2 separate regions of the Zea mays genome follow, and region 2 is linked to region 1. Evidence: chromatin contacts called from public Hi-C data. All regions are on one chromosome and are shown on one strand. The core of a region is the stretch at or near the end of the contact, and the rest is flanking DNA. Distances in the headings are between cores, read along the strand shown. Region 1 has its middle 81 kb from the start of LOC100277443. Region 2 holds the start of LOC103650768 (hexokinase-3).

What was found. Hi-C and Micro-C count contacts between places; a contact is called where the count stands out from the background.
Region 2: a contact with region 1 is called in a Hi-C map of endosperm, with 2.2 times the contacts expected there. The contact joins the promoter of LOC103650768 here to the enhancer-like site in region 1. A contact is called at or near these places in 5 of 25 Hi-C or Micro-C datasets (ear, endosperm, leaf and 1 more) and 1 of 3 datasets of contacts at active chromatin or transcription factors (leaf).

The regions. Positions count from the first base shown.
Region 1 is chr3:154,180,955-154,185,594 of Zm-B73-REFERENCE-NAM-5.0, reverse strand. No RefSeq gene overlaps it. Among protein-coding and RNA genes, the nearest start is that of LOC100277443, 81 kb to the right of the region's middle. Within about 2 kb of position 2,279, at least 20 of the 20 cell types and tissues checked have an H3K27ac peak or open chromatin away from gene starts, as enhancers often do. A contact at or near this core is called in ear, endosperm, leaf and 1 more, where this site is marked.
Region 2 is chr3:154,275,113-154,279,752 of Zm-B73-REFERENCE-NAM-5.0, reverse strand. LOC103650768 (hexokinase-3) reads right to left here and starts at 1,862. Exons shown (of 9, transcript XM_008676343.4): 1 at 1,204-1,862. The coding sequence starts at 1,475.

The DNA of each region.
Region 1 (4,640 bases), core at 1,030-3,529:
CAGATGGTCCATCGGTGCCTGAGAGAGTGGTTAGGGTGGTCTTCTCTCACTTCTACCAGCAGCAGGCGCCGCCAGGGAGTCACTGGCCGGATTCCCGTCGCCTGGACGCGTCCCTCCGTGTTGGTGGCCGTGCGTGGCCGCGTCTTGGCCGCAGGGGCTCGTCCCCGGCGCGACTGTTGCGCACGGTCGGCAGGTCTTGGGCGCGGCAACTCGGCACCGGCCCGGCCCCGACGGCCTTGGTCCAAGCGGCGCATGGCTTCGGCTTGCACGAGCGCGGGCGCGGCCCCCATGCGCAAACACGGCCCGGCGGCGTGTGGCACGCGGCCTGGCGGCGTGTGGCACGCAGCCCCGTCGGCACGGACGCGTGGCCCCCTCGGCGCACGACGCGTGCGCTGCCCCGGCAACGGCGGCGCGGCCGCGTGGCTCGCGGCCCCTCGGCGGCGGTCCGGCTGCCCGACGAGAGCCCGTGGCGCCCTCGACCTGCTCGGTGCATGAGCGTGGGCGCGCGGCGCCCTCGGCCCGGTGGTCCCTCGATGGCACGGCTGCCCGGCGCGGGCCTGCGGCGCCCCCGGCGGCACGGCTGCTCGACGACGCCGGGGTTCACGTCCCTCGACGCGCGCGGGCGAGGCCTGACGGCGCGCAACCCCTGCCAACGGGCGCGGGCACGGCCCCTGTGGCTCGGTGCGGTGCTGGCGCGGCCGCCCGACGCTGGAGCACGAGTGTGCAGACCCGGCGAGCGCGGCCTCGGCCATGGCGCGACTCGGCATAGCCCCGCCAGGCGTAGGAACAGGCATAGGCGCAGGCGCGGGCGCAGCCCGGCTTGGGCGAGGCCGCGGACGCTCCCCGAGCGTGGGCTTCGCAACCATGGCAGTACAAGAACAGTAAACTCACTTGTCATCCCGCCCTTCGTGAAGACGTGCCATGATCAGCAACAACGGCCATCTGCGACGCTAGCGACGAAGAGTACGAGCGCCTGTGCAGACGGTGATGGAGAAACCGCTCGATGGATGCCCGGGCAGAACCGCTCGGTGGAGAGCAAAGGTGCTGATAACGTGTTGAAGTATACTCAGTGTTAACGAGATTGAGAGAGAAACAAATGACAGAACTGTTTGTATTCCACAGATCATTACACTTATATACAAGTGAAGGGATGTATCCCAAGAGGTGTGTCCCTTGGAAAAAACTGTCTCACCCCTTGGATTGATCGCATATGTAATATTTTTGTAACACTCCCTAGTCCCTCCTCATCCTCCACGCCGAAGTGGCGCCGGCAGAAATTTGAGCAGCAGCCAGGAGGCCATGCAGGCAGGTGCGTTGGCTTTTCCTGCCTGTTTATTACTGGTAGTAGTAATAGTAGTATTGCACACGCGGATGATTGATTGGCGCGTGTAATCCTACCGCGCGAAAGAACAATCGGCGCCTCACACCCCGTCAGCCGTCACGCAACGGCGCGAAAACTCTCTCTCTCTCTGTGTCTGTCTGTCTACAAAAAGAAGGGAATGGGAGCCGTTCGTTCGCATTGGGGCCGAAAAAAAGGGAAAGGAAGTAGCAAGAGGTAACGGCCGGATCAGGCAAAGAAAGATGAGTGTCTGAGTGAGGGAGTGACCTGCTGGGAACAGGCGGTAGTGGTCAACACGAGCAGCAGGGGAAAAGGGTAGGGTTTTAAGGTACGTCCAGGAGGGAGTTGCGCAGGGCAGCCCAGTGTCCAGTCCACGCAGAGGAGAGGAGAGGAAAGGAGGGGAGCACGTGGAAGGGGTGGTGGAGGAGCGTGGCCTCGTCTCCTGGAGCCTGGCGGGCAGGCAACAGGCAGCCAGGAGGAACAGCGGCAGGTCGTTGGGAGGGCGAGCCAAGACCGAGAGCGGCGGCTACGGCTAGGATGGGGATGGATGGTGCATGCGGCGGCTCCTGTTCTGCCCTGCCCGGAAACCGTCGGCCGCGTGCGGGAATTGGGGTCGGGGGCGGCCGGTGCACCGTACTACCGCCGAGGAGTTTAATTACAGCTCGCAGAGGCAGGGGTCGGATCGGATGGATGCCGAAAGTCGTCGGCGTGTCGTCGTTGCCCTGGACGATCGGGATCGCAACAGTAACAAACAAACGTACGGCCGGACCACACTGCATGTGTTGGGTGTCCGTTCGTCCTGGCGCGTCCGTGCTGCCAGTGTCACTGTGGCGTTCGGTCGAGCGGTTGAGGCAGAGGCAGAGGCAGAGTACAGAAAGAAAGACAGACAGGCAGGCAGGCGGCAGCTGCGTGCAGGCTGCAAGCTCGCACGCAGCCCAAGTACAGTACAGTAGGCGGTCAAGACTCAAGACGGACGGTCTCGTCTTCGTCTCGTCGCCAGGGATCCAGCTGTGCCGCACCACCGCTCCACGTGGCGCATGGTATGTATTCGGCCATTTGTTGGGCTTGCGGGGCCGGGGAGACAGGAACCTCGAACTGGGATCCCCCTTCCCCCCTTCCGTGTCTACGCGGGCGCGCACTCCCAAGCCGGCTTGCATCGCATGTGGTGGTCTGGTACTCTGGTCTCGCCTGGAGCCTGCCGGAATCCTTGCTGGAAAACACACGGCTCAAGATCGATGGCAGCTGGCATTGGCACGTGCCACTACTGTACGTGTACGTGGTGCTCAGAGCACGAGCACTGCTCTCGGCCTCTCGCACTGCTAGTCACTCCTGTAGTAGACACTAGACAGGCAGGCAGCCCGAGGGCCAAGGGAGTCCGCCGGTGAATGGTGAAAACTGAAAAGTGAGGGGAAGAAGGTGGTGAGCTGGCCGCTGGCGCTGGCAGCTGGACCTGGTAGCGTGGCAGGCCGCGGGGGCGACGGGGGGAATGGAGATGGTGGATGGACGTGGTTTCGGCCCGGCCGGCCAGCAACAGCAAGTACGTACAGTACAGGTACAGGCCAGCTCTTTGTCGTCCTCTGCCCGATGCGAGGCTTTTGTCGTCGGCTTTACAGCCATACTGTACTGTATACCATGGCCATAAGGACATGGATCGCCTCGACCGTCGGGCACCAAACCATTTGCATGCCAGCCCCACACAAGAACACACACCTACATGAACTACTACAGACAGCAACCAAGGCCCCGGCCCCGGCCCTGGCCCCGACACACACGCAGTGGCGGTCTTAACATTTTAGGGGCCCGGGACAAAGTTTCAAATATAAGCCATTCAAATTATTTTTAATATATAAATGTTACTAATCAAACACTTAAAATACATTTAAAAATATTTATATCAAATAATAATTAAATAAAAGGATATATATATTATAGTATCACCTTAAAATTTTCTTCTAACATGTTTAGATATTCATTAATTTATTGATGGACTATTGGATCACATAACTAAAATTAGGCCCTATGAATTTGGGGACCCCGGGCGATTGCCCCTCTGCCCCACCCTTAGGGCCACCACTGCACACACGTATATATATGTGCACTGCACCGAGTACGTACCCGATGCACCGGCCCACACGTGTAGAGCGTTTGAGCATCCAATGTACTGTTACGTATGAAAGCGCATGCATGATGAGTGTACTCTCATTCTCGTCTCATTCACGCAAGTCATATAATATACAGCCCGTCCGTGCACGGCGGCGCCGGCCAGTCCACGGACGGTCGATCCATCAATCCCGCGACCGCGCGTCGTGCGCCCCCTGGCCGGCCGGCCCTAGCTCACCGGCGCGGCGCAGGACAGACATTGATGCATGCATGGATCGGCCGGCCCGGCCCTTGTATTCAGCCATTCAGGACCATGCATGCCGCCGCGCCGCTTGAGGAAAAAGAGCGAGCCACGCATGCAGATCGCGATCAGCAAGCGCGCGCGCGGCTGGTCTGGCAGGGCTACTTGCAAGACTCCAGTGTCGGCCTGCCACCACCTTTCTTCTCTTCTTCCTTGCATTGCTTGAGTTGGGGCCGCCGGCCAGCTCTACCTACTAGCTCGATCTGCCGGCAGCCAGAAGTTGACATGTACCGCGTCAATTGGTTTAATTTGATTGGATAGGTATGCTGCATTATATGCATCCATGCATGTGCATGTGTATGGTAGCTAGCCGTACGTACGTACGCGTGTTCAGAACGTGTATATGCCCGCCACGATACGACCAAGGTCGTCGACGCATCGCATCCAACGTGAGTACAACAATGTCGTATATATATGGCTCGTCTGAGTCTAGCTGTCGTAGCATGCATTAGTCCCGGCGTCCTAGCACGCATCGTGCAGGAGGCGCGCGGCGCGACCACACAAGAGAGGACGCCACGCCACAGCAGTGAGCAGTGGAAAGAAAGCTCGATCAGCCCTTCTGTTCCAATGTGCCCACCAGCCCGTGCATGCATGCAAGCAAGCAAAAGGCAGCATGAGCCGGGCCAGGCGGGAACAACCAAAAGCTGAGGCCGCGCGGCAGGTACCAACTTTCTGTATATGTCGTGCTCTCGGAACGAAGCATGGGCACATCGACGAACCGGTCGATCGATGGCCATGGCCAAGCCATCGTCCAGCTAGCTAGTAGGTATATACTAGTAGGAGTGGCAAGCTGTGGTGGTGACTGGTGTGTGGGGCTGGGGCCTGGGGGACGGGCCATGCATGCAACCCATATATATGCATACAATACACACACCATGCATGCTTGGCACCACGCCACTG
Region 2 (4,640 bases), core at 613-3,112, 95 kb before region 1:
AACGTTTCTGCATTACGGGTTACGGCTCGACATCATCGTCACCAGATATTCTTGCACTCCAAAAGGTGCCTCCCCGAGCAATGATTCCAGTCTGACAGAGAACGCCCCAGGCCAACAATGCCATGGTGGAATACAACCTGGCGCCTGTGAACCCCAACGCCGGGGGCATAAAAGCGTATAGGTAGATCCATGTCCCAAGAGGCCGAGCTCCGCGCCCCCTTTTATGGCGGCTTCCGGCCACCAAACCTCTCCATGAATGCAAGCGTCAACCCAACAGCGCTTGCCCCAGGTGGCTGCCATCCGCCGAGGTTGTGGCGCTGCAAGTGCGGGCGGCATCACGCATCTGAACTGTTCAAACCCACCAGAGAGAGGGCCGATTAGACTAGACGCGAAGGCCACAACTCCGGCGGAGAAGAACATGGTTTCTGTCCCGTTCCAACAAAGATGGATGGCAATAGCGACTTTTGTGACGTCGTGTTTGCGGGAATTCCACGAGGAAAATCTACCGAGGTGTGCGCGGCATTATTCGGAATCGAATAAAGATGGCGACTTTATACAGGAACATAATATATCAGCAAAAGTAACGGCCCAAATTCGCTCACTGTGGGATGAACACATCAGAAAGGCAGGGACCCAGATTTGTTCACCATTGCGGAGCAGGGAGATGAGTGTGAAAGGATCCTCAACTTAGCATCGACAGATTCGACACGACTAGTACGACCCTCAATGCAAGCAGCATTGGGCGGTAGATAAGTTTTTAAACCAAAACAAACCAATCAGAAACCTTAAGCGGCGAAAAAAAATCGAATCCGTACATTTCGCACGGACGCCCAAAGGAAGGCGAGAAATGCGCGTCGCTCCACAGCAGCTGGGAAGGCAAAGGAAGCAGCAGAAGGAACCAAGAAAAAAGAAATCACATTTATGTACGCACAGCGGGGTAAAATCGGAGGCGACCAAGACGGCAAGATGCAAGGGTATGATCCAACTACCAGCATGTCAGTCAGTTACGACGGGGTGTTAAAAAAAAGAGGACAGGCTTTTTTGTGCCCGTTCTAATCAAGAATCAGGAGGAGGGGGGAAAGGGAGGAGCTGGGGGGCGCTTCAAATCATATGGAATCGCGAGGCCGCGCACGGCGGAGGACAAGGGCCTGCAGGCAGTGAGGTGGGGTGGGGGGGGAGCGGGAGGCGCTGTGCCGTACGTACCCGGCGGGGAGCGCGTCGACGAAGGTGAGCAGCATCTTGAGCTTGCTGCCGCCGTCGGACGCGAGGCCGGCGTGCATCTCGACGACCATGGCGTCGACGACCTGGCGCAGGCGCGGCGGCGGCGTGGCGCAGCCGTCCTCGAACTCCCTGAGCAGCGCGACGGCGCGGCGCCACCGCGACCGCGCCGCCGCCCGGCGCGCCACCAGCGCGGCGGCGATCGCGCACGTGGCGGCCGCGCAGCCCGCCGCCACGCCGAGCCCGACCCGCCCCATCCCCCCGGCTCCAGGCGCACGGCGGCGATCACGGCAGCATCCCCGGGGGGCCGGGGGCAGGGGCGGTCGCTACCTCCCTCCCTCTCTCTCCTGGCGCCCGCGCCAGCGCCCGCACCGCACGCGCGCGTGCCCGGGACGCGGCGCCCTGGCGGCGGCGCGCGGCGGAATGGCGGGCGAATGAGACCGGCGCGAAGCGGCGCCGAGCGGGGGTGTTGAAGGGAGGAGGAGGGAGGGGCGGCTAGTAGTGGGGGAAAGGGGGGAGAGAGAGAGAAGGGGAGGCGCGGCGAGGCGAGAGGGGGAAAGAAATAGAGAAATAGGGGAGAGGGGCAGGGGCAAGCGAAAGGGAAGAGCGTGGCCTGGCGCTGGCCTTGCCCGTTTTATTACGCGCCGGAAGTTTTGCGATTTGGCCCCTGCTCCAGGCTAGGCTATATAGCCTAGGCACAGGCAGCGCCAGCCACCACCTGTCTGTCTGCATTTCCATTTTTTTCGTACGTTTGTGGAATGCTTCTTTTTTTTCCCGTGCCCGGCTTTGACCTGCTGGAGACCTGGAGTGTACTTCCCTCCCCGCTTTGTTTTGCTCAAGACAACGCCAGAGGCCAGACGCAGTGCTCATGTGTTGTTGTTGTATATATATACTACTACAGATCAGCAGTAGTATATGGTTGTATTATGCGTTTGGTTTTGTCACGCTCGATGGATGATGCGATCGACGGCCGTCCATGCTTGTGGATTTTGTTCCAGTACGTGGCGTTGGCAACAAACGCCACGACTTTTAGAAAAAAAAAGCTGATGGCGTAGCCTAGCCTACTGTACTCCACGTGCTCTTTTCTTTTCATTAGGTTAACGTTGACGTGTTCTCTTGAGGCCTCTCTCTCTCTCGCGTACTACCTACGTCAATGTCGACGGCGATCGCATCGCAAGTGATGCGGGTGTCAGCAAGCAATGGCGGCGACCTGGCAGCAGAAGCGTCTCCGGGTGGGTCAACTTAACCAAATCGGCGGCGGCGGCCGGCGGCGCAGCCAATCAGCGAGCGAAGGCATTGGCGACGGGAAGTTGCATAGGAGGCGCGGCCAGGCCAGGCCGTCAAAAAGGCGAGGAGGCTAGCGACCAGTAGGGGTGATCCATCCCGTCCTCGTATGCGCTCCGGCCGCTTTGCTTGCATAATTTACGCGAGAAAGAATTGCGGGGGGCGGCGGGGCTTTTCGGCCGTTGCGGGCGGGCGGGCGCAGGCAAGGCAGGGCGGTGGCGGCAGCGCCACGGGGCAAAAGACGCGGCCTGCGTGCGCGGCGATATGGGCGCCTTTGTTTGTTTGACCTCGGTCGGGGGGCCACCCCGGTCGATGTCGATCCATCCGGCGATAGCGACCCGGCCACTCCGCCCAGTACCGGGTTCGGGTCTGGGCGGTTCGGGTTCGGTTGGCACTGACGACCCGGGCGGTCAGCGGCGGCCGCTTTGACCGGGAGGGAGGAGGGAGGGACCAGCAGACCAGACCAGACCAGGCTAGCGTAGCAGGCGGCAGCTGCAGCTCGCCTCCCGCCGGGTCGTACGGGGGAGTAGATGGTGGAAATGAATCGGAGAGAGCAGGCCAGCGCGCGCGTGTCTTGTGCTCTGGCCGGGCCTGCTGTCGTCTGCCGTCGGCCCCGTCCCGTAGTACTACTAATCCTGGAATGCCCCCTGTTAAGCTTCGTGCTTCATTGGATTTGGGCCTACTCTTTTTTTTCTTGCTGCAGCGTTTGTATCTCACCTCGGAACCAAAACCCGAGGCCAAGGCGAACGGACGCGGGAGGCCGACGGCGGGCGCAGCCGCGGACGCGGAGCCGTGGACCGGATCCACGGAAAGCGCTGCCGCCGCGGATGGATGGTGGGATCCCACCCACGAACCACCCACCACCAGGGGGGGCCACGTTTGCGTTCGCGGGCTATTAATTGCGCCCGGCACTGTCGCGTGACGAGCACCTGCGCTGCGCTTGTGCGGCCGGCGGGCTGCCAGGGCCGGCCGCCCGCCCGCCCGCCCTTTGCTTCGTCTGCAGTCTACCTAGGCACGCAGGCGCAGGCGCGCGCTGTCCGTCCGGCGTCGCAGCAGACACATGGCCTGCCCAGAGCGACAACAATATAATAGTAACAGCGAGAACGCCGCTATCTATACGGACGCGGAACGTGCGCCCGTGCCACGGCGATTCCGTTAATCAAAAGCGTGGCTTGCGGTTCAAAAAACGGACGCCACAACGGGCCGTGCACGCACGCACGCCTTTGGGCGGGCATTTTGGGGGAAAAAAACGTGGGAGCCCCGTGTTTTGTTTTCTTCCTCGCGCCGCCCTCCTCGGCCTCGAGAGGGTCACCGCTTCGCGATCGCTCGCTGGCTGGCTGTCCGGCCACAAGTACCACCAGCAGCACGGGATGAGGACTGGACACTGGACTGACTGTACAGTACACATGCACGCACGACCGCCTGCTCATTGCGGCGACACGAGCGTGCTTAGCGGATAACGAAAACTACAGCAGATATTAGCAAGGAGTATATTTCTCTGAGCTGCCTGCATGCATTGTGTAGGTTATCCTTGCCGTTTCCAGCGGGGGCAGGCACGCATGCACCACGAGCGGGATCGATCGAATCATGCTGTCAGCGCAATCACACAGTACAGTGCCGCGCCGTGTGTTGTCGTTGGGTTTTCCTTTCCTTTTCTTTTTTTTTCTTTTTTTTACAAGCGGGCATCCGGCTCCTGGTCTGTGAGGCGGTGAATCCGCATGCATCTGCTGATGGTCTGGTCCGCATGTACGAAAGAGACCCAAGACCGGTCAAGTGTCGTGTGCGTGCGCGCGTGCCGCGTGCCGCGTGCGGTCAGAAGGAGTAGTAGCAGCAACCAGCAAAGGAGAAGAACGAGCCTTGTTGTTTAAAACGAAGCTCCACGGGGGCGGAGGATTAACGAACTTTGCCGCGCGCGGGGAATGAGTACCCGCCACCACCACGCCCACGCGCCGCCTTTTCACTGGCCAACGCGGAATGGGACCGCCTTCCACCGCCAGTTTTTCCTTTTGGAGACTTTATATTATTCCATGACACCTTGTATGTTTCATATTACATGACCGCCGGTTCTAATTTCCGTATTTAACAATTTAAAAATTAAAATAGAATAAAATAGAGGAGCTAAAAAATAGCCCATATAA